Linked DNA regions of Mus musculus: all the other regions are linked to region 1. A link is a contact called in public ChIA-PET, HiChIP or PLAC-seq and promoter capture Hi-C data. All regions are on one chromosome and are shown on one strand. Each heading gives the region's core, a stretch centred on a gene start, on an enhancer-like site or on the middle of the called end of the contact. The rest is flanking DNA. Distances are from core to core; before and after follow the strand shown. Region 1 holds the start of Inpp4a (inositol polyphosphate-4-phosphatase, type I). Region 2 overlaps Cracdl (capping protein inhibiting regulator of actin like). Region 3 has its middle 29 kb from the start of 4930556I23Rik. Region 4 has its middle 21 kb from the start of Mgat4a. Region 5 holds the start of 4930556I23Rik (a long non-coding RNA gene). Region 6 holds the start of Vwa3b (von Willebrand factor A domain containing 3B). Region 7 overlaps Cracdl (capping protein inhibiting regulator of actin like).

Region 1 (2,998 bases), core at 169-2,668:
CAGATCCAAAGAAAAATTCCGTCTTCACCCAACAACCAGGCTAAGTAGGACAACCTATAGCTGTTCACTGCCTGACACTGGCAATTAGATTTCAAAACAAACGCAGCTAATGAGGTTCTGTTTACACCTCTTACTGATGAGGGTCTTGAGAACCTGAGTTAGCAAGTGACAAAACCTTCAGGATTCACACCCAGATCAACCAGCTGTGTGATGTCCCAGCCCTGTGATGTCCCCATTGTCCACACAACCCACCCGGGGAACAGGAGTGAACGAAGCAGAATATTACTGCAACACCCCAACTTCCGTACCACCCCACCCCCATCCCCTTGGCCCAGAGGCCCTAACTGGCAGGTGACAAATCACATTCTACTCTTAGGCAATCTCTCAACATCAAACACATTAAGAGGCAAAGATTTACAACGGCCAATACTTACTTCCTTCTTACCCAGAGAGACATTTTCATGAGCTGTCAAATCCAGGCAGGAGGAACCCACCATTATGTAATGTCAGAGGGCAGGAGAGAAGGGGCAAGAGAAACCAAGGCCCATCAACACTCCTTCCCTTCGCCCACAAAGATATATATTTGTGTCTGACATTTTGAGTGTTTCCGTGGCCTACACATTCATGACTGGCTTTGCAAAAGACGACCACGGATCCCTGCAAACCTCTCAGGCCTCAATTAGCTTATTAGGAAAGCCAGAAGAATATAAAATACATAAAGCAAAGGTGAGGGAGATCCTGTCCTGGCCGATGCGCGAACAGAAAATGCTCAAAGAGTTGCGAGGACGTAGAGTCCGTGTCTCCCACCAACATGTATGTTTATTTTTACCCGGTGTGTTGACACCCGAGATACCGCGAGGCCTTCAGCGTCGGATGCCTATGGGATACAGCAGAGATGCAGCCGGCGGGCGCGTTGTATAGCATCGCACGGCTCCCCGAGAAGCCCGCGGCAAGGGGACCGCAAGTCTAGGATCGCGCTCCAAAGACGCGGCCAGCGAACCGCTAGGCTGTACCACTGCCATGACAACCGCGGGCGCCACCGGGCCGGGTTCCCAGTGTCTCCAGCTCCCAGCCGCCCAGCCCACTCCGCTAAGCCCGGCACACCGGACCTGGCACGGCCCAGCTCGGCCCACCTACCTGGCGCGCCCCGGCCCGGACACTTGCTCAGCCTTGGCCTCTGTCCTCCAGGCCGCACACCCCGGCCTCGGCCCCGCTGGTTGCTGTCCGGTCCTGAAGACCGGCCGGGATTTGTTTCCTGGCCGCCTCACTCCGGCCGGTGGCGTCCACCCCAGACCCGAACCCGCCGTCCCCGCGCAGCCCGAATCCTGCCACCGCCTTCTCTCAGAACACAGCGCACAACCCCGCCCCGGTTCCGCCCCCTCACCGCGCATGCGCGCCCCACTCCCCGACCGCCGCCCTGCCCCCTCCCTCCCTGGCTCCGCCCCTAGGAAGCCGCACCTCCCAAAAGGTCACACCCTCTTATGTGACGTCACCCAGGAGTGGGAGTTTTTCCACCTTCACATGCCCTGAGGCTTCTGCCCAGAGAACAAGCGATTCTAGAAAAACGCTGGAGGTCGGAAGTGCAGGTGTAGCTGATCCATCACTCAGTGGGCGTGGCCACCAACAAACTGTAGTCTTTTGAACTTCCTTCCAGACCTAGTCTACCCAAAAGATAACGGACCTTAACACTTCCTCCTCAAAATTCTATTTTTCTATAGGGAAGAAGACCAATCAGGACTTTCGGAGATACATTTTTTTTTATTTTATTACTTATTTATTTCCACTGAGACAGGGGCTCCCTGCCTCTGATCGTTTTTAACTTTATTGTAACGTTAACATTTCTACCTGATGAGGGGAAACTTAAATGGACAAACAAAAACATTTTTCAGGTTTTTTTACACCTCATTTGTCTGGTTTTTTTTTTGCTTGTTCTGTTTCGTTTTGGGTTGTTTTTTTTTTTTTTTGAACAGGGTAATCCAGGTTGGTCACCCACTCACTAGCTGCCCTTCGTGTTATTCATGTTCCTGCCACTGCCTCCTAAAGGCTGAGAGTACAGGTATGCACCACCACACCCACTTTTATCTTCTAAAGAGTAACTTATTACCAAATGCTTATCTTTTATTAATCAGATGAAGGGGAGAAAATATTGATTGAACCTTAACCCTAAGGCCAAAAGCCAAAAAACTCAAACATGCTTAGAAAAATTAAAAATATTGTCCTTATTTCATCTTCTAAAATTCAAGTGACTGATATACCTGATTTTCTTACGGTAAAATTAATAGAAATCCCCCTTTCAATCTCAAAAGCATTCTCCTATGAGATAATAAATTTTATGGTCAGAGTCTTAATTTGCTTTCTCTCTTCCTGGGTTAAACCACTGGCCAAAAACGACTTGGAGAGGAAAAGGCTTATTTGGCTTACAGGCTACAAGTCCATGATCAGGCAGGAACTCAAGACAAAAACCTAGAGGCAGGAATGGAAGCAAAAGCCAGGAGCGAAAGTTACTTGTTGGTGTGCTCTCCATGGCCTGCTTAGCCTGCTATTTAGATAACTCAGGACCACCTGCCTGGGGTGGCACCACCCACATTAGGTCTTGCCCTTCCACATCAACCATTAAGAAAATGCCCCACAGGGTGCCTACATTGCAATTTGATCCAGGTATTTTCTCAACTGAGGTTCCCTCTTTTCAGATGATTCTAGCTTGTGTCCACCTAACAACAACAACAACAAAAAGCTAGCTTGCACAGCTGTGTTATTTATATTCAAGCTAAAGAGGGTTTTCAAATCAATAGCATCCTTCTTTAAATTTATGAGTTTAAAAATAAACATTAATCTCATTTCAACTCATTCAAGACAATTACGAATCTGACCAGAGTTCCAATATTTGTCCCTTGACTCTTGCACATTTGGAGTAATATGAAAAGACCAGTCATGTTTTTTACTATGCTGATGGACACCCCCATTCCACCACAGAATGAAGATTAGCAAGGAAAGGCGG
Region 2 (2,700 bases), core at 121-2,620, 330 kb before region 1:
TCACAGTGGCTCTTTTTATCCTAGGGAGTCCAGGGGTACTATGGGCAGCCGGGCCCTCTCCCACGACAGTATTTTCTTTCCTGAATCGGGACAGGACCCTGCTCGGCCCGTGCGGGTGTTCTCCCAAGAAAATGTGTGCGACCGGATCAAGGCTTTGCAGGTAAGGGTTCGCTTGGCACTCTCACTGGGTGTCTGTCCAGTGTTAATCTAGAAGTTTCTAAGTGATCTCAGCTTAGCATTTTATACAGTTGAAAGTCGGGTCACAGGTTCTTCACGGGTCTCAGGCATGCAAGTTAGTCACATTCTGACTCACTGTTGGTGACTGCCTAAAGAATAAGGACAGTGGTGAGGGAGCTGGGGACAGACATTCAGGTCAGGGCACTGTGCTAGGGTGCTGAAGTTATTTCCTGAATGAATGAATCAGAGCAGGAAGATTTGTTGCTAGCTATTGTTGATGAAAACACTAAGAATGGTTACTATTCCCTCAATCTAGTTAAAGATACAATGTAACGTGAAGATGGGGCCACCGCCTCCAGGAGGCCTTCCTATCAAGCGGGCAGAGGAAACCGGCATGAGTTCTGAGGATGACGGACTGCCCCGCAGCCCCCCAGAGATGTCCCTGCTGCACGATGTGGGTCCAGGCACAACTATAAAGGCGAGTACAGTCTGTGCCCTTGAATATTTCCATCCACTCCTGACACTAAGCATTGATAGAACTCTGGAGGACCCTCCATGTCTTCCAGCAAGGTCTCTTGAGTGAGGGAGACTGCGCTGCCGTTTTGTGCGGTTGTGTGGTCAGTCTGATGCCATCTGCTCTGTGCCTTATCTTTCTTGTCTGAGCAGATGCCCAGACCCAGAAAAGAAGGGCAGGGGCTCCCTCTCCTCTGCATCTCCCCTCCCATGGCAGTGGCCAGAGCACAAAGAGAAGAGTAAACACTGAATTATATTCAGCCCTGTTCCTGAGTCCTGACCGCAGAAACCTGTTGGTTTGGGCGAGTCACATGAAGCCCTCAGGGTAAAGGCAGCCCAGGGAGTCTGACCAGCAGTGTCTGACCTCAGCCACTGCAGGAAGTGATCCCAACTGTTGTACCCCCATAGACTCCATTTCACAAAGAAACACCCCAGCATGTTCATGGGCTACTTTTGTTTGTGGTAAGAATGTTAATGTACACATATATAGAAGACAAACAGGATGGCCATTTTCTCCATATTAGTAAGCCAAGCGAAGGGCAAATGGGAATGATCCAAATGATATTGATCCTTGAAAAACAAGTAAAAACAGAGTTGGTGTTTGATAGCTGGGCATCCTTGGATCCCGTTCAACCCTGGCCCTGCCAGGGCGTTGTTTACAATGTAACTGTAGAGTTACCACTTCTGGGCTGTTTGGAATTGTATTCGGTAACCACTCAACTTAGGTACATAGAGTTCCCTCTTCCCAGACACGAGCTTGTTCTTTCTTGTAGTTGTGAGCACCCAGAATATTAGTAATGGAAAATCAGGACTGTGGTGTGGCTGATTTTAAGTCAGCTCTAGGGGTTGGCAACTCCCATGGAGCTGCCTAGAGTATGACTCCCAGAATCTGGCCTCAGGGAAACCTATCTCTGGTCACAGTAAGAGTAGGCTCTGGGGCCAGAGGCTACCAACCCACACCTGCTCTCCAACTTCAAGAAGGCCTGGATGATGGGGAAGGTTGCCTTACTCTGTGGAATAAAACTATGCCCGTTAGCAACTTAAAACACTCTTGTGTACAATTGCATTGTCCCTTTTCAGAATTAGATATGGCTGTGTGTCAGGCTCTGTTTGTGAGGCGATACCTGTGAGGAGCTACCTGCTGGTTCATTTTTGACTTTACCCTCCTTCCTCTATCTCTTGAGCCTTGGACTCCAGTCTCTGACTTACAGTAGCTGGTTCTATCTGCAATTGGCTGCATTGGGTGGGGCGGGGTGGGGTTTCGGGGAGCAGCTTCATTTGTTGAAGACAGAGTTCAACTCCAAACCCGATCACCACTGCAGTGCACAAATTTTAATTAGCCAAGTGGGGGTCACTTGTGCAGGGGCCACACTTACCTAACTTTTTTATTCCAATGGTTCTGACTTTTTATTTTAAGATGAACTCTGAGGTTGTACCAGTTATTGGGTAGTATACCAAATCTGCTTTCATCGTGGGAAGCCAACGTTTGGGAATGGTGGGTGCACGGCTTTCATTCCAGGAGGAGGCAGATGGAGCTCTGTGAGTTCAAGGCCAGCCTGGTCTATAGACTGAGTTCCAGGACAACCAGGGCTACATAGAGAGACTTTAGCTCAAAAAGCAAACAAACAAAAATGTTAACCGGACACTAATATTTAGGTCCAGTGTTCCAATAGAGACATGCAGATAATAATTATTATTATTATCTTTGTTTGCATGGTTGTTTAGAGATGGTGGGTTGTTCTTGGAACCTAGAGGATGGATCCCAGATTCTCTCTCTTTTGTACTAGTTGGTTTTGTGTCAACTTGACACAAGCTAGAGTCATCAGAGAGGAAGGAGCCTCAGTTGAGGAAATGCCTCCATGAGATCCAGCTGTAAAGCATTTTCTCAATTAGTGATCAATGGGGGAGGGCCCAGCCCATTGTGGGTGGTGCCATCCCTGGGCTGGTCGTCCTGGGTTCTATAAGAAAGCAGACTGTGCAAGCCATGAGGAGCAACCCAGTAAGCAGCAC
Region 3 (2,792 bases), core at 107-2,606, 290 kb before region 1:
TTGCAAATTGCCCTTTCTAACTCAGTAAAGAATTGAGTTGAAATTTTGATGGGATTGCATTGAATCTGTAGATTGCTTTTGGCAAGATAGCCATTTTGACTATATTAATCCTGCCAATCCATGAGCATGGGAGATCTTTCCATCTTCTGTGTTCTTCCTCTATTTCTTTCTTCAGAGACTTGAAGTTTTTATCATACAGATCTTTCACTTGCTTAGTTAGAGTCACACCAAGGTATTTTATATTATTTGTGCCTATTGTGAAGGGTGTTGTTGCCCTAATTTCTTTCTCAGCCTGTTTATTCTTTGTGTAGAGAAAGGCCACTGATTTGTTAGAGTTAATTTTATATCCAGCTACTTCACTGAAGCTGTTTATCAGGTTTAGGAGTTCTCTGGTGGAATTTTTAGGGTCACTTATATATACTATCATATCATCTGCAAAATATTTTGATTTCTTTCTTTCCAATTTGTATTCTCTTGATCTTCTTTTTAATTGCTAATTAAAAATTAATTAATTGCTCTGGCTAGGACTTCAAGTACTATATTGAATAGGTAGGGAGAAAGTTGGCAGCCTTGTCTAGTCCCTGATTTTAGTGGGATTGCTTCAAGTTTCTCTCCATTTAGTTTGATGTTGCCTACTGGTTTTCTGTACATGGCTTTTATTATGTCTAGTTATGGTCCTTGAATTCCTGATCTTTCCAAGACTTTTATCATGAATGGTTGTTGGATTTTGTCAAATGCTTTCTCAGCATCTAACAAGATGATCATGTGGTTTTTGTCTTTGAGTTGGCTTATATAGTGGATTATGTTAAACCATCCCTGCATCCCTGGGATGAAGCCTACTTGATCATGATGGATGATTGTTTTGATGTGTCTTACGTGTCATCTGCCAAAGGCTAAGTACTCAGCATGTACTGTTGAATTAGGCTCACAGAATGCAGACCCCTCCCATACAGAGACCAGGCTAGCAGCTATATTGTGAGGTTAAAGAGAAAGAGGAAGCGAAACCAGCAGAAAATGCAGCTGCAGCGGCAGCATGCCAGGGTATGACTGAGGCTCTGGGAATTTCCGCACAGCAGGCTTCTGTGAGAAGATATCGGTCTTTCCTCTTTTTCTGGGCCTCTGCTTCTCAAGACTTCAACCCAAGTAGAACTTATGCCTTTGGCTCTCCAGCTCATACCTCTGAACTGTGCCATGAGCCTTTCTGTTCCAACTGACAGATGGCACATGGAGGAGCCTTCTGGGCCTTCAGAATCACGTGACCCCACAGCTGACCGCAGACCTCCACACTGCACAGACACACTGTCCTGGGTTTGCGATGGTTCAGCTTTTGCAGTCCCAACTTCATTGTGGTACAAAGACAGTCAGTCACTCAGTAGAAACCACGCTTCAGGTTTGGGTTTTCTTCCAGCCCTAGGCTGGCAATGCAGTCTTGGCACGGTGAGCAGGTTCCAGCCGGGAACCGATGACTCAGTACTTCCGGTGTGCCTGTCACTCAGCTCTCCTTTGAATGTAATGTTTCTCTTAGTCTGCAGACCCAGTGTGCTTCCAGTGGCGAGTTTTAATGGTGAGTATCTACATACCCATTCTGTTCTCACAGGCCGACTTCAGGATGGTTCCTGTGACAGTCAGTTGCAGGGTAAGCTTGATGGTGGATACCTTTGCCATGCTGCAGACTATTAAGTGACCAAGCATGGTGGGCTAGGCTGGATGTATTGAATGCTTTTCTTTTTTTTTTTTTTAAACTTGGTATTTATTTTTAACTTGCAATGGATTTGTCAGGACTTAAGCTCACAACAGACAGAGGAGAGGGTATTTCTGTGTATGCGTGCATCTTCACAAGTGTGTCTCTGCTCCTGGTTTTGTTTCTCTGGAGAGTCCTGAGTGGCACCCCCAACAGTGGCTTCAAATATACTGCGAGAACAAGTGTCTGTCCTTATGCAACACTGAGATTTACTGGCTGTCACGCCTCAAACCTCTTTCATAAACAGGTTGGTGAGCAATGGCCATAAGAAAATGCATTCGCTGAGCCCTCCCACTGCTCTAGTGGATAGTGGCTATGGGACTGGAAATACTCAGGGGCAAGGGGTGGCGTCACTAGAGTAGAGGAACAAAGCCAATTCCCTCTGTGGTCCTAAGCCAGCTTGGAGGAAGGTAAAAGTTCATTCATATTGGTTGGAAGTTGGTACACAGCTCAAAAGGAATGCTTTGTATGCTTTCCCATGACTATGCATGCACACATACACGTACATATACATACATACACAAGCACATGTACACACATACACACACAAGCATATACACACATATATACACACAAGCACAGGTACACACATATACACATATGCACACATACATATATACAAGCACACATGCACACACATACACAAACACACACATATACACACATACATAAACACACAAGCACATGCACACACACACATATACACACATACATAAACACACAAGCACATGCACACACACATACACAGGCACACATACATATACACATATACATACAGACAGACACAACACATACATATACACACATACACACACAAGCACATTCAAACACATACACAAGCACAGGCACACACATATACACATATGCATGTACACATACACACACACATACACATGCACACACATACATGCACACACACACAGGTACACACACACCTACCAGTGCTCCCACATGAAGTTACTCAAATACATACAACACTTGTTGTCATGGGTCTTCCACCTTTATTGCAACCAAACTTCATCCCTATAGGATTCTTCCCAAAGCCTCTCAT
Region 4 (2,700 bases), core at 171-2,670, 260 kb before region 1:
TTCTACTGGGGATACAACAATGTACATTCCCACTAACAGTGAGTATGGGTTCCCAGTATCCCAAACCTTTAAGCATAATTTAGATAAATGACACAGTTTGTTTAGCTTTTTAATCCTTCTCCGGTCACATGATACACAAATTAATTCCAGGTAACAAGAAGCAAATCCAGATTGTCTTTTTTTCTAGCTGACAAAAGCTACATTTTTACAGGATACAACAATATTTTTTTTATGTACACACTCATTACAGAATGGCTGTTCCAAGCTAAACACCTGCAATCCATTCTCTTGGCTATTTTCAAGTATACAATATTGTCTTGGTTCTTGTTCTGTTGGTATGAAGAGACACCATGCATGACCAAGGAAACTCATCTATAAAAGAAAGCATTTGGTTGGGGGCTTGCACACAGTTTCAGAGGTTCAGTCCATTATCATCATGGTGGACGCATAACAAGAGGAATGGTGAGCACATTGCTGGAGAAGGGAGACACTGGGCATGGGATTTTGGAACCTCAAAGCCCACCTCCAGTGACACACTTCCTCCAACAAGGCCACGCCTCCCAAACCTTCTAATCCTTTCAAATAGTGCTAGTCCCTGATGACCAAGCATTCAATTATATGAGCCTGGGGGGCAGGGCACACATCCTTTTTTAAACCACCACACCACACATGTATTTTCATTAATTTTAGCTATTCAACTGTAAATGAATCTCTTGAATGCATTCCTTGCCTCTAACAGGCAGTTTGTGTCCTTTGGGTAACTTCTACCCTTTTCCCTCTCATTCTCCTGCTTGAATAGGACTTTGAAACCATTGCCCTATTCCTTACTGGGAGGAATATCTTCTTCTCTGGGTCCACACACAACCAAGATGCTGCAGTATGAGGTTTGGCTCACTGTACTTAGTCCCTTGTTGCCAATGACAGAATTTCCTTCTTGAGTGTTTCATCTCACCCTGTTTATTTCCTGAGCTATCCATTGATGAACATTTGCATTGCCTCAACTTGGCCACTCTAAACAATCCCACAATGAACATGGGGGTGCAGATGTCTCTTTAACACCCTGATTTTATCTCCTTTGAAAAGTTATACTTAGTAGTGAGAATGGTATACCATAGTGTGGCTGTAGTTTCAGTTTTCCAGGGAACCTCCATTCTGTCTCCCACAATTTACTAATTTACAGAGGCACTGAAGGTACAATGGGATCCTCTGTTTCCTCAAAGTCCACTCTCTGTTGATGCTCAGTGGTCGGCATTTTAGGAACTAGTCTATTAGTGCAGTAAATGTTCATGTACTTTTGGGGAATTGAAAGAAGACAGTTGCATTTTCAGGAAACAGACTTTAAAAAAAACGATCAATGAAGCAACATTTGCACTCACGCAAGTGCCAGCATGCCACAGGATGTCTGCTGGGGTCATCCAGCTGGGGACCACATGGAGAGTCAATCTCATAGAGATGTGGGCAGGTGTTTGACTACATGGGTCAATATAGCAGAAGAACAACTTTCTGTAAAATACTGTTTCTGGATGGGAAATGCAGTTTTCTGTCACCTGAGTCCCTGCTATATGTTTAGAATCTGTTGTGTCTAGTTGTAATCACTGAGTCACAGGGCTGGTGGGACTTCCTTATCTATGGCTAGAAACCCCAGTACAGAAATTTCTGTCATCATCTCTCCCTGATTTTGGAAATAAGAGAACAACTAAACATGCACACATTTTTGCCTCTGTGTTTTGTCATGGTCATAAACACCTTCATTTTGTTGTTTGTTTGTTTTGAGTTAGGGTTTTACTATGTAGCCTTGGCTGGCTGAGAACTCATTCCGTAGATCAGGCTAGCCACAAACTCATAGACATCTGCTAGCCTTTGCCTCCTAAGTGCTGGGATTAAAGGTGCGTGTCACCACACCCAGCCTTATTTTTGCAATCTCCTAAATTAACTATCTTTAAAAAAATATATTCTGTTCTATGATGGTCAGTTTGTATCCTCAACTTGACATGCCATGAAAATCCTATGGGATGAGAGTTTCAATAAGAGTTGGTCTGAATTAGGTTGGCCTGTAGCATGTCTGTGGGGGAATGTCTTAAGTTAATTAGTATAGGATTGACCTAGCCCACCATGGGTGTCACCATACCCTAGGCAGGCAGTTCTGAACTGTATAAAAGTGGGAAAATCAGACAACACAAACAGGAGACTGAGGGCTCATGCATTTATTTCTCTCTTGATTATGGGTGTGATGTAGCTAGCTGTTCTACCATCTTGACTTTGTGCCTATAATGGACTGAAACTTGGAATTCTAAGCTAAAACAAATCCCTTTCCTCCTCTAAATTGCCTTTTGTCAGTGTTTTAAGCATAGCAACAGAAAAGTAACTAAGATGCTATTAGATTGTGCTGTTGTTGCTCTATACTTTGTAACTTAGTTTTGTCTAGCAGCCTTAAGTTCCAGCTTAGAGTCTAAATGTGGAGTGTGTGTGTGTGTGTGTGTGTGTGTGTGTGTGTGTGTGTGTGTGTGTGTGTGTGTATGTGTGTGGGGGGGGAGGAGAGAGAGAGAGAGAGAGAAAGAGAGGAAAGAGGAGAGAGAGATGAGAGTTGTTTCAGATTCAGACACCCCAGGTTTTGGGGAATACATGTCAAAGGATACTGTGATCAGGGGCTGTGGCTGTTTCTCTACCCGCTCCAGTCCTCAGAAACATTTCCCTGGATGA
Region 5 (2,700 bases), core at 124-2,623, 310 kb before region 1:
AACTCTACGTGTACAAGTGTTTGTGCACCGTGTGTCTACCTACCGATGCCAAAGAAGGCAGCGTGACCCGAGGAACCAGAGTTACAGATGGTTGTGAGCCACATGTGGATGCTGGGACTCAACCTCAGGTGCTCAGGCAGAGCAGCCGGCACTCCTCCCTGGGCCCCCCAGCCCTCCTCCCTGGGCCCCCCAGCCCTCCTCCCTGGGCCCCCCAGCCCTCTTTATGCTCATTTTAAAAATGTATCTTTTGGCTCAGATGAAATTATCCAAGTGCAGGTTATAAAGAATTTACCAGAACTATGTCTTGTGCCTTTGGGCTAAGAGGTGACAGAGTGCTCAGTACCCAGCACTGAGCTTTGAGGAGGTGAGAGAGGCTGGCCTGGCCTTCAACAAGCTACTTCTCTGCTCTGATTTCAAACTGGAATGGCAAGTTCCTCGGGTTGTGAATTTAATCTTATCAGAACTGTTCGAGGAATATGTTGTTAGCCAAGAAAATAAAGTTCAAACCCTGAGAAAATGTTCCGTCTGTTTCGAAGAGAGTAGCTGCCTCTGGGATAGGGATGGGAGTGAGGGTGAGACACAGGAAGAGTTCTGCGGGAGCTCCTGGTCACTAAGTGAAGAAATGGCAGGAGAGGGCAAAGAGGGCCCTTTAAAAGAATGTAGAGCAGGAGAAGAAAAACAGCCGGTGTTAACCATGCAGGCCCCAACTTCCTGTGTCAGGTGAAGACAGATGGTTGTAGAAATGGCATCACGTCCCACAAAGGGAATGTTTTTAGCGCGTCAAGTAAATCCGGAGTGGGGGCGGGTGGCTGGTCCCAAATGTAGACTCTTATCAAAGGCATCCTATCTGTGCATACATTCCAGCTCCTCCCAGAGAGAAGGCCCTGGTAGAAATTAGCTCCAAAGTGCACAGGTTGGGGTGGCAGCTGCATCTTGTGGTTTTGGCGGCTCAGACCAGAGGAGGTAATCTATTTGAGACATCTATAGAAGAAAAAAAAAAATGAAGTTTGCTGAAGAGAGGCTTTGGCTCAGGGGGGAATGGGAAGTGGGGGTCTCTCTGAGACTCTACTCCTCAATCCTACCACTCCTCAGCCCCCTGAACCAAGCAAAGCAATATAACACACCTTGTATGGGAGAGAAGCTGTGGGTGGGACTGAAGGGGAGAGTGGGACTATCTGCCTAACATTGCTCCTTCTTGGCCTTTATCACAGAAAAGGGTCAGCCTCCTGCGGCTACAGGTCCTGGGGCTGATGGGCAACCCACCCCACCCTGGATCACCATGGCCCGGCAGAAGAGAAGAGGAGCCCCAGACCTGCCCGTCAACCAGGAAGAGAAACCTGGGTCGAGGATCCTAAAGACAGAAACTGGGAAGCAAGCCAAGGTGGCCGAGAGAGCCCAGGTTACCACTCTTTTTCTGTGGCGTTCGGGGTGGGGGTGGGGTGAGGAGGGCAGCGATCTTGTGAGGGTGTGGTGGGAGCAGGTACCGCTGTGCTCACAGAGGTCCTGCATGAACATCACAGAGATGCCGTGCCTACCGTGATGGCTGACATGCGCAAAGGCAGTACGTCAGCTTGTGGACCCCGTGATGGAGCTAGCTGCCTCTTTGCCTGTGTGGGCTGGTAGAAATGCAGTGGCGCCCGAGGCTGCTCTGGCCTCCTAGGCAACGCAGCTCAGCCTCTGGAAAAAAATTGAAGACAGTTAAAACAACGGCTCCCTTCAGACACACGCTAATATGGTCACCAGCTCCACCTCAGCCCCTTGTGTGATGATAAATGAAGCCTGCTCTGGCTGCTGCCTGCTGGCTTCCCTTTTCCCTCACCTGGGGCTGCACAGCCAAAACCTGGAGTTGCATGTTGTATTCAACTGAAAACAGCTCTCACCAACCCCAACAACTGTGCTGATGCACCCTCTGCTAACCAGTACAATAAATGGGGTTCTGCTGTCTAGGAAAGGGAGCCTGCGCTGCAATAGGACCTGCTTCCCTTCCTGCTAATGCAATCCTCAGTTGTGTCTACACAGCTGAAGACCTGTATGTAGCATTGAGGAGGGGAAATTACAGTGCGAAATGTTAGCCCATTTCAGCTGCTGCCATATAGTGTGTATCATAAAACCATTCCCTACGGCTTTCACATAGAGTCCTCGCTCTATACCATCTGGGGCTGAGACTGGGCTGTCCAGGCAAGCAAGGAGCCACCATGCACACGTGGGCTGCAGGAGGCTGGCACAAGTCAGCTCTGGCATTTTGGTGGGTGATGCCGGTGCACAGAGCCCCTTTCCAGAAAGTGCCAGCAGCAGGGTGCATCTTGGAAGAGACATTTTGTAGCTAAGACACTTGGAGTATTTACCCACTCTGAGTCTGTTATCCTTGGGCAGCACCTGTCATTTTGTGTCTCCGTAGGAGTCTGTGAAGCAGGGTGACTTCGTCCGGAGCAAATCTTTCCTGATGACCCCTGCAAAGCCTGCTGTGACCCAGAGGCAGGGGTCAAAACTGAACCTCAAGGAAGGGCTACAGAGAGGAATCTCACTGTCCCATCAGAACTTGGGTATGAGACTGGCTTTTATTTCCAAATACTTTGGCACACACTCATGCACGCGCACACAGATATATATATTTACACATACACACACACATATATATATTTCTTCCTATGATTGGAGTTTGTGTTATTGAATCATTTTGCCATGTTGAGCAGTGTTTTT
Region 6 (2,700 bases), core at 102-2,601, 270 kb after region 1:
TTGTCCGCAGTCCTAAAAACTTGGAGTTGTCCATCGAGCCATTGAGTGCCAGGGACAGGCAAAGCTCCCAGGACAGCAGGAAGATTAAGATGGATAAGACCTTTCATCCCAACACTTAGGAAACTGAGGCAGGAGGACTGGGATCACGCTAAGAGCCCTTCTTTGTCGGCTGCTATGCACCTGCCCATAGTGAGAAGCCAAGAACAATCCAGTCACTGTTCTTACAAGCCCTGGACCAGAGTCTAACTTAGACTCTATTAATTCAATTTGGATCCTTGGTAAACGTATGATCAACACCTCCAATCTTCATCCTTGCTAGTTTCTAAAAAAAGAAATCTGTGCATGGGGGAGGGAGGGAGGGAGTAGTATGGAGGGGTAGGAGATGGGGAGGTATGTTGTGGGAGTTCTGAACTCTGATTCTTCTGGGAAGAAAGGAAGCTGGGATGAAGTTCCCTGATGTATCCTGTTACAATTCTTAACAGTCTTATTCTTTCTATCCTTAAAAGGCAAAGCTAGGCTAAGAGCATCGCCTCAGATAAACGTGGGCAGGGTTAAGGGATTGAAATGGTCTGTGGGACACACTGTTGAGAACAGGACCAAGAATTGAAAACTGGGCTCGTGGGGTGGGGGTGGGGCTGTTAGGTCATCGCCGAGAAGAAAAGAAATGGAGAACTTCTGAGAAGATTAGAAGAACAACTACATGAGGTTAAAAGTCCATATTAGAAAGTGAAAGTGATGTGAATGCCCCCAAAAACCAAGAGGCAAGCAGAGGCTTTCTCCAGACTCAAACCTTTCACTCAAGAAGATCGCTTTGAGTTTGGATTGTTAAGTTTTGATCATTGCTTCTCAGAAATGAGTTTCTAATATACTGATCAGTATGCTATGTCCTCTGACTAACTTTGGCCTCTGGATAGACAAGCATTAGGGAGCTGAGCTTCTGCAAAGAGTGGGGGTGGGGGGAGAGCCCTGGGTAAGAAGGGCTCGCACACGTCTGCGACTTTGACTCTGAAATCCAGCTCTCAAGTGGGTGCGGCCTGGCCACTGCCCTTTCCCAGCAGAAGCGAGGTCCAGCTCGGAAATTACAAACTTGTTTTTTCCCTCACACAACCAGTTGGAAACCTGGAAGATCTGGTCTAGAAGGATGGTATCCCCCACTTAGTAAGTAATCTGTCAGTTGCGAGGCCAGGCGGCTTGCGTGCGTCAGCGACCCTCCCACCCTCCAGGGCCTCACTAACCAGAGCAGGAGGTGGGCGCGGCCAGCATCCCACTGCTGGACAAGGCTGTGACTCCCCCTGATGCTGGCGAAGGGTCCCCGCCTCGGGCACAGAGTTGCGGGAGTCCAGTTTCTGTTGACAACCACATCGCTGCAGTTGCTAAGACACCGCCAATCACAGCGTGGCTCGGGATCCGGCCCCGCCCACCAATGAGCCCCTCAGAGGGAGTAAAGAGATGATGGGGACTGCGAAGAAACTGGATGTTGGTGTTGCAAAACCAATTTGGTCCACCCGGAAAGAGAGCAGCCTAAGGCTCGTCCTCTGCGCCTGACCCTGGGAAAGTTGACAGCGGCAAATATTAGAGATTAGGTTAACAAATATTCAGATGGGCAGAAAAGCAGACGACTGCCCGCTGAAGGAAGCCTGTTCTCTCGATTTACTTCCGGCAGATTACCGCAGCCCGCGCCTTTTGTTTTGATTTCTCCCTCGGTATTATAAAGAGATCCTTTCTTCATTGCGTCTTTAAGGGAAGGAAACCTAGAGTTGGAGCGGTTCGTTACAGGTGCTCAGCTAGAAGGGGTGGTCAGATGAGCGTTCACAGTTTTGCCAGATTGTAACTTTGGACACAAGAGCTGCCAGGATCAAAAAAAAAAAAAAAAAAAAAAAAAAAAAAAGATTGTGAATAAAACCTCCTGGAGAGGAGGGGGGAGGGAAGCTGTGTCCGCAGAGACTGATTTTGACTGATTAGAATTTCAGTTCTGCAGAGAGGTTAGAATGTTGCTGTTCTGAAGGCTAATTGCCTTATCTTGGGCCAGTTCTAACCCCTCTTGGAGAGCCATTCCTTGCCCACTTCTGTGACCAAACTAACCTCTTGTGACTAAAAGATAGACGGACAACTAGCCTCCACCAATCCAAAGGCTAAGAATGTCCCACAGCATCTTGAAAAGCTTTCCCCACTCTCACCGTGCCTGCTTCTCTGGTGTGCCCTCCAAGGTACTTTAAATTTATCATGATTTGTGACTTTCTTTGTTCTATGAAAAGTTCATGAAACTGCTTCCACGTTGGAACATGGAGTTTGGGGTAAACTAAATCTGTGTTGTACAGGGCCACAGCTATTCAAAATGGCTCCAGAACAGGCTTGCTTATACCCTCTAAGCTGAGAGCTGTGGTTTTTGCAAATCTACAGGTAGTACTCCTATAGGGATTCGGTACTGCACTCTACCTAATGCTTATTTAGTCTTGCCTTACAAGCATACAGATGGCTCAAAATGCAAACCTGCCATTCTTCAAGCAATCACACTCACACAAAAATGTGCTTATGAAAATCTATAAGTAAAAGATTCTATAAGGGCTGGAGAGATGGCTCAGAGGTTGAGAGCACTGATTATTTTTTCAAAGGTCCCGAGTTCGATTTCCAGCACCCACATGGTGGCTAACATCTATAATGAGATCTGATGCCCTCTTCTGAAGTGCAGGCAGAACACTG
Region 7 (2,892 bases), core at 33-2,532, 370 kb before region 1:
TTGTTTTTTAAAGATTAATTAATTAATTTGAGTACATTATAGCTGTCTTCAGATACAGAAGAGGGCATCAGATCTCATTCCTGATGGTTGTGAGCCACCATGTGGTTGCTGGGAATTGAACCTAGAACCTCTGGAAGAGCAGTCAGTGCTCTTAACCACTGAGCCATCTCTCCAGCCCTGTTTGTTTATTTTTTAATGAATGCAGGTTTGCTCTCTGCTGACCGCTCTCTGATGAGGTTTCCTGAATCATAAGGTGTTTACCAAGCCTCTGCTGAGTGTAGAAATTAGGACATCAAAGGTAAAAGGACTCAAAGGCCAGGAGAGTGATGTGTACAACCCGAAATGCCAGTAGGTAGGGAAGCTTGCTGTTGCCCTGGGAGGGGAAACATTTCTTATGGCCGAGCTGCTGGGCAAGGCAGAGCACTCACGCTTCACCTGGAGGCCATGCAGAACACTAGGTGTGGCAGTCGGGGGAACTCAGCAAGGATGGTAGGAGGGCATTTGTGGTACTGCCATGAATGTTCATTTTTCTGGACAACAAATCAACAAATATATATATATTGGGCTCATCTCAAGCATGTGTCATGTGTTGTCTAAAATAGCTTTACATAAAAAGAAGTCTATGCTGGGCTGTAGAGATAGCTCACTCAGTAAAATGAGCATGAAGAATTGGGTGTGGTTCCCAGAACCCACATTTAAGAAGCCATGTGTGGTGTTTCGATGTGTAACAAAGCAGAAGAGGTGGAGACAGGTGGAACCCCCCTCCCCACCCATTGCTTGCTGACCAGATACCCTGGCCTACTTGATAACCTCTGGGCTAGTGAGAGATCCTGTCATTTAAAATAAATAAATAAATAAATAAATAAATAAATAAATAAATAAGTGGATAGCACCTGAAGGAGCATACCTGAGATTGTCCTCCGGGATCCATATGTACACACGCACACACACACATATGCAGACACACCTGTGTGCAGTGCCCACTCCCCCACACACACGTACATGTATCTATGTGTGTTCACGAATGCAAAGAAACCTGTGCCAATTTTATAGTCCTTCAACTTTTTAAAAGCAATGTAACAGAGTCCAAGCAGTGTATACCACATGGGCAGAGGCAAGCTGTTTGTGTCTGTCACTCAGCTTGTGAGATAAGAAGGCTAGAATCCAGTTCTACAGATTTATCGTGACTTCTGCTAACATTGGTCACAGGTTTATAGCCATGAATGGGTCTGAGCACCCGGCAGTTAGTAGCTGTCTGGAGTACTATGCTGTGAGCAGTCCTGAGAATGATACTGTGATTGATTGCTGATGTCTGCCAAGGACAGTGAGAGGGTGGTGTCAGGCGGTGCCCTTTTGCCTCATCTTTTGTTATGGTTAAAAAGAGGCACCTCCTAAGGCAAAAACTGTGGTTGGTGGTGACTTTAAAATGAAACGCCCAACACATTCATTACAATTTATAGCCATTTACTGTAGTCTATGCATTCCATGCTGTGAACACAAAGCTGTCCCTCACTACATTCCAGTTCTTGGAGAGAAACACTGTCAATCAGGAATAAACCCACCTTAAACACCATCGGCTTGCAACAGGATGGGGAACGTGAACTCGGTTAACAGCTTTAAGCTGTGTGGTGCTTTTACAGGCTGCCTAAGATATTTTTAGGTTAAGTTAAAATAGAAGCTAATTTAATACCTTTTTAGCTGCTAACCCACCGAGGTGATTTCAGACTTATAAAGGCATTAAAATACTACCTCCATTTTTGCTGAGTTTTAAAAGGCAGGCAAATGAAGCTGTACAATTTGGGGTTTGATGATTTCATTATTTCTAAAAATCTTCATATCAGGTCCAAATTCAAATGTCCTTCCGAGATGATTCCTGGAAGGCTTTGCTCTTATGTGTGACAAGCCAGTTTGCAGATGTGTGTCTTACCCCAGGATCAAGCTGGTTGGGAGAAAACTTGGGATTTGACTAAAGCAGACCAACAGATGGACAGGTCATATTTATTGGCACAGTGCTCAGTATGTCTGAGAATGAATCGTTGGTGTTAGGGGCCACCCTCTAACCCACAGCCTACCAGCCTGCCTGCCCACCCACCCCACCAGAGCAAACGTAGACTCCACTAGCCAGCTGGTTCCTGTCACCTATGGACCTCGATTTCTGTCCTCCGTGCTGAAGCCTGGCCCTTCACTCTCTTGCTACACACTATTTCCAGTGGTCCGTGATGCTCCTGTTTGAGTCCTCTGCTCTCGTGTCTCATCCTCAGAGGAGTTCTTGCAGATAACAACACTGGATACCAGTTCTGCTGGGTGAGGGTCTGGGTCACACTCTGTCCATGGTCCCAGCCTCATGGTGCTTAGCTGCGGCAGCTGTGTAGAGGGACAGTGTGGGAAAGGACATTACCCTGGCTTTGCTCTGTATGTGCGTAATCTCCACATAGTGACTACACAGCTGAGATTACCCTGTGTTACATGTGCCCAGAGAGAGAAATGGTGGGTTCCCTGGAGTTGGGAGTGTCAGGAGGCTTTGCCTTCCTGTCCTGTGATCTGAGAGATGGAGTTGGGGTGACAATGGTTCTTCAGTCTATCTGTAGCTCCATCTGGAAGCAGCACTGTGGCAATCAGAGAGGATGAGCCTTTCTTTGTAAAAAGCAAAGGAAAACAAACAACAACAAAAATAACCACATCTGTCACTTGTACTTGGGCTGCCTCTAAAGGTAGGATGGTGGTAATATCCGGTGACAGTGGGAAGCTGGCCTCAGGACAAACAAAAGACACTACTAGTTGCATCTGCTCTTGCCTAGGGATTTTCCATGGAGCCCCGAACCCCTTCATTTCTGCAGTGGGGATTTCTCAAGGGTCTGAGAGGAGGCCACAGCACTTGGTCCCATCTTTAAG

The links. Promoter capture Hi-C pulls out the DNA fragments that hold promoters and counts their contacts. ChIA-PET counts read pairs in DNA pulled down with a chosen protein or histone mark. HiChIP or PLAC-seq counts read pairs in DNA pulled down with a chosen protein or histone mark.
Region 2: an HNF4G HiChIP or PLAC-seq map of pancreatic cancer cells shows a contact between it and region 1. The contact joins the enhancer-like site here to the promoter of Inpp4a in region 1. A contact is called at or near these places in 17 of 39 promoter capture datasets (the 3T3-L1 cell line, 3T3-L1-derived adipocytes, the C10 cell line and 11 more), 2 of 15 datasets of contacts at CTCF or cohesin (the NIH/3T3 cell line and large pre-B cells), 4 of 484 Hi-C or Micro-C datasets (B cells, bone marrow-derived macrophages, cerebral cortex and 1 more), 13 of 115 datasets of contacts at active chromatin or transcription factors (astrocytes, bone marrow-derived macrophages, cardiomyocytes and 7 more) and 3 of 9 other capture datasets (adipose tissue, embryonic stem cells and liver).
Region 3: a contact with region 1 is called in an RNA polymerase II ChIA-PET map of memory CD8 T cells, with 14 read pairs. The contact joins the enhancer-like site here to the promoter of Inpp4a in region 1. A contact is called at or near these places in 4 of 39 promoter capture datasets (the HPC-7 cell line, embryonic stem cells, pre-B cells and 1 more), 1 of 484 Hi-C or Micro-C datasets (the G1E-ER4 cell line), 2 of 115 datasets of contacts at active chromatin or transcription factors (bone marrow-derived macrophages and memory CD8 T cells) and 2 of 9 other capture datasets (adipose tissue and liver).
Region 4: a contact with region 1 is called in an H3K27ac HiChIP or PLAC-seq map of microglia, with 4 times the contacts expected there. The contact joins the enhancer-like site here to the promoter of Inpp4a in region 1. A contact is called at or near these places in 5 of 39 promoter capture datasets (the HPC-7 cell line, embryonic stem cells, pre-B cells and 1 more), 2 of 115 datasets of contacts at active chromatin or transcription factors (microglia and stem cell-derived neural progenitor cells) and 3 of 9 other capture datasets (adipose tissue, embryonic stem cells and liver).
Region 5: an RNA polymerase II ChIA-PET map of memory CD8 T cells shows a contact between it and region 1, with 49 read pairs. The contact joins the promoter of 4930556I23Rik here to the promoter of Inpp4a in region 1. A contact is called at or near these places in 7 of 39 promoter capture datasets (cranial neural crest, embryonic stem cells, neutrophils and 2 more), 9 of 115 datasets of contacts at active chromatin or transcription factors (acute myeloid leukemia, bone marrow-derived macrophages, effector CD8 T cells and 6 more) and 2 of 9 other capture datasets (adipose tissue and liver).
Region 6: a contact with region 1 is called in a BATF HiChIP or PLAC-seq map of CD8 T cells, with 7 read pairs. The contact joins the promoter of Vwa3b here to the promoter of Inpp4a in region 1. A contact is called at or near these places in 1 of 15 datasets of contacts at CTCF or cohesin (the NIH/3T3 cell line), 3 of 115 datasets of contacts at active chromatin or transcription factors (CD8 T cells, memory CD8 T cells and pancreatic cancer cells) and 1 of 9 other capture datasets (adipose tissue).
Region 7: a promoter capture Hi-C map of embryonic stem cells shows a contact between it and region 1, with 4 times the contacts expected there. The contact joins the enhancer-like site here to the promoter of Inpp4a in region 1. A contact is called at or near these places in 3 of 39 promoter capture datasets (embryonic stem cells, liver and stem cell-derived epiblast-like cells), 5 of 115 datasets of contacts at active chromatin or transcription factors (the 230-238 cell line, astrocytes and embryonic stem cells) and 1 of 9 other capture datasets (embryonic stem cells).

What each region holds. Positions count from the first base shown.
Region 1 is chr1:37,298,258-37,301,255 of GRCm38.p6, reverse strand. It overlaps Inpp4a (inositol polyphosphate-4-phosphatase, type I), which reads right to left and starts at 1,418. Exons shown (of 26, transcript NM_030266.4): 1 at 1,138-1,418.
Region 2 is chr1:37,629,276-37,631,975 of GRCm38.p6, reverse strand. Cracdl (capping protein inhibiting regulator of actin like) reads left to right here. Exons shown (of 10, transcript NM_028096.1): 4 at 25-160; 5 at 494-655. Among named protein-coding and RNA genes, the nearest start is that of 4930556I23Rik, 16 kb to the right of the region's middle. Within about 2 kb of position 1,370, at least 43 of the 459 cell types and tissues checked have an H3K27ac peak or open chromatin away from gene starts, as enhancers often do. A contact at or near this core is called in pancreatic cancer cells and trophoblast stem cells, where this site is marked.
Region 3 is chr1:37,584,560-37,587,351 of GRCm38.p6, reverse strand. No RefSeq gene overlaps it. Among named protein-coding and RNA genes, the nearest start is that of 4930556I23Rik, 29 kb to the left of the region's middle. Within about 2 kb of position 1,356, at least 205 of the 459 cell types and tissues checked have an H3K27ac peak or open chromatin away from gene starts, as enhancers often do. A contact at or near this core is called in the G1E-ER4 cell line, the HPC-7 cell line, adipose tissue and 3 more, where this site is marked.
Region 4 is chr1:37,560,786-37,563,485 of GRCm38.p6, reverse strand. No RefSeq gene overlaps it. Among named protein-coding and RNA genes, the nearest start is that of Mgat4a, 21 kb to the right of the region's middle. Within about 2 kb of position 1,420, at least 38 of the 459 cell types and tissues checked have an H3K27ac peak or open chromatin away from gene starts, as enhancers often do. A contact at or near this core is called in microglia, where this site is marked.
Region 5 is chr1:37,613,180-37,615,879 of GRCm38.p6, reverse strand. It overlaps 4930556I23Rik (a long non-coding RNA gene), which reads right to left and starts at 1,373. Exons shown (of 2, transcript XR_373329.1): 1 at 1,313-1,373; 2 at 507-981. Cracdl (capping protein inhibiting regulator of actin like) reads left to right here. Exons shown (of 10, transcript NM_028096.1): 8 at 1,212-1,399; 9 at 2,399-2,543.
Region 6 is chr1:37,027,964-37,030,663 of GRCm38.p6, reverse strand. Vwa3b (von Willebrand factor A domain containing 3B) reads right to left here and starts at 1,351. Exons shown (of 28, transcript NM_001370828.1): 1 at 1,236-1,351.
Region 7 is chr1:37,669,966-37,672,857 of GRCm38.p6, reverse strand. The region is part of intron 1 of Cracdl (capping protein inhibiting regulator of actin like); the gene reads left to right. It also overlaps a transcript of 4930470B04Rik not described here. Among named protein-coding and RNA genes, the nearest start is that of Gm39628, 13 kb to the left of the region's middle. Within about 2 kb of position 1,282, at least 4 of the 459 cell types and tissues checked have an H3K27ac peak or open chromatin away from gene starts, as enhancers often do. A contact at or near this core is called in embryonic stem cells, where this site is marked.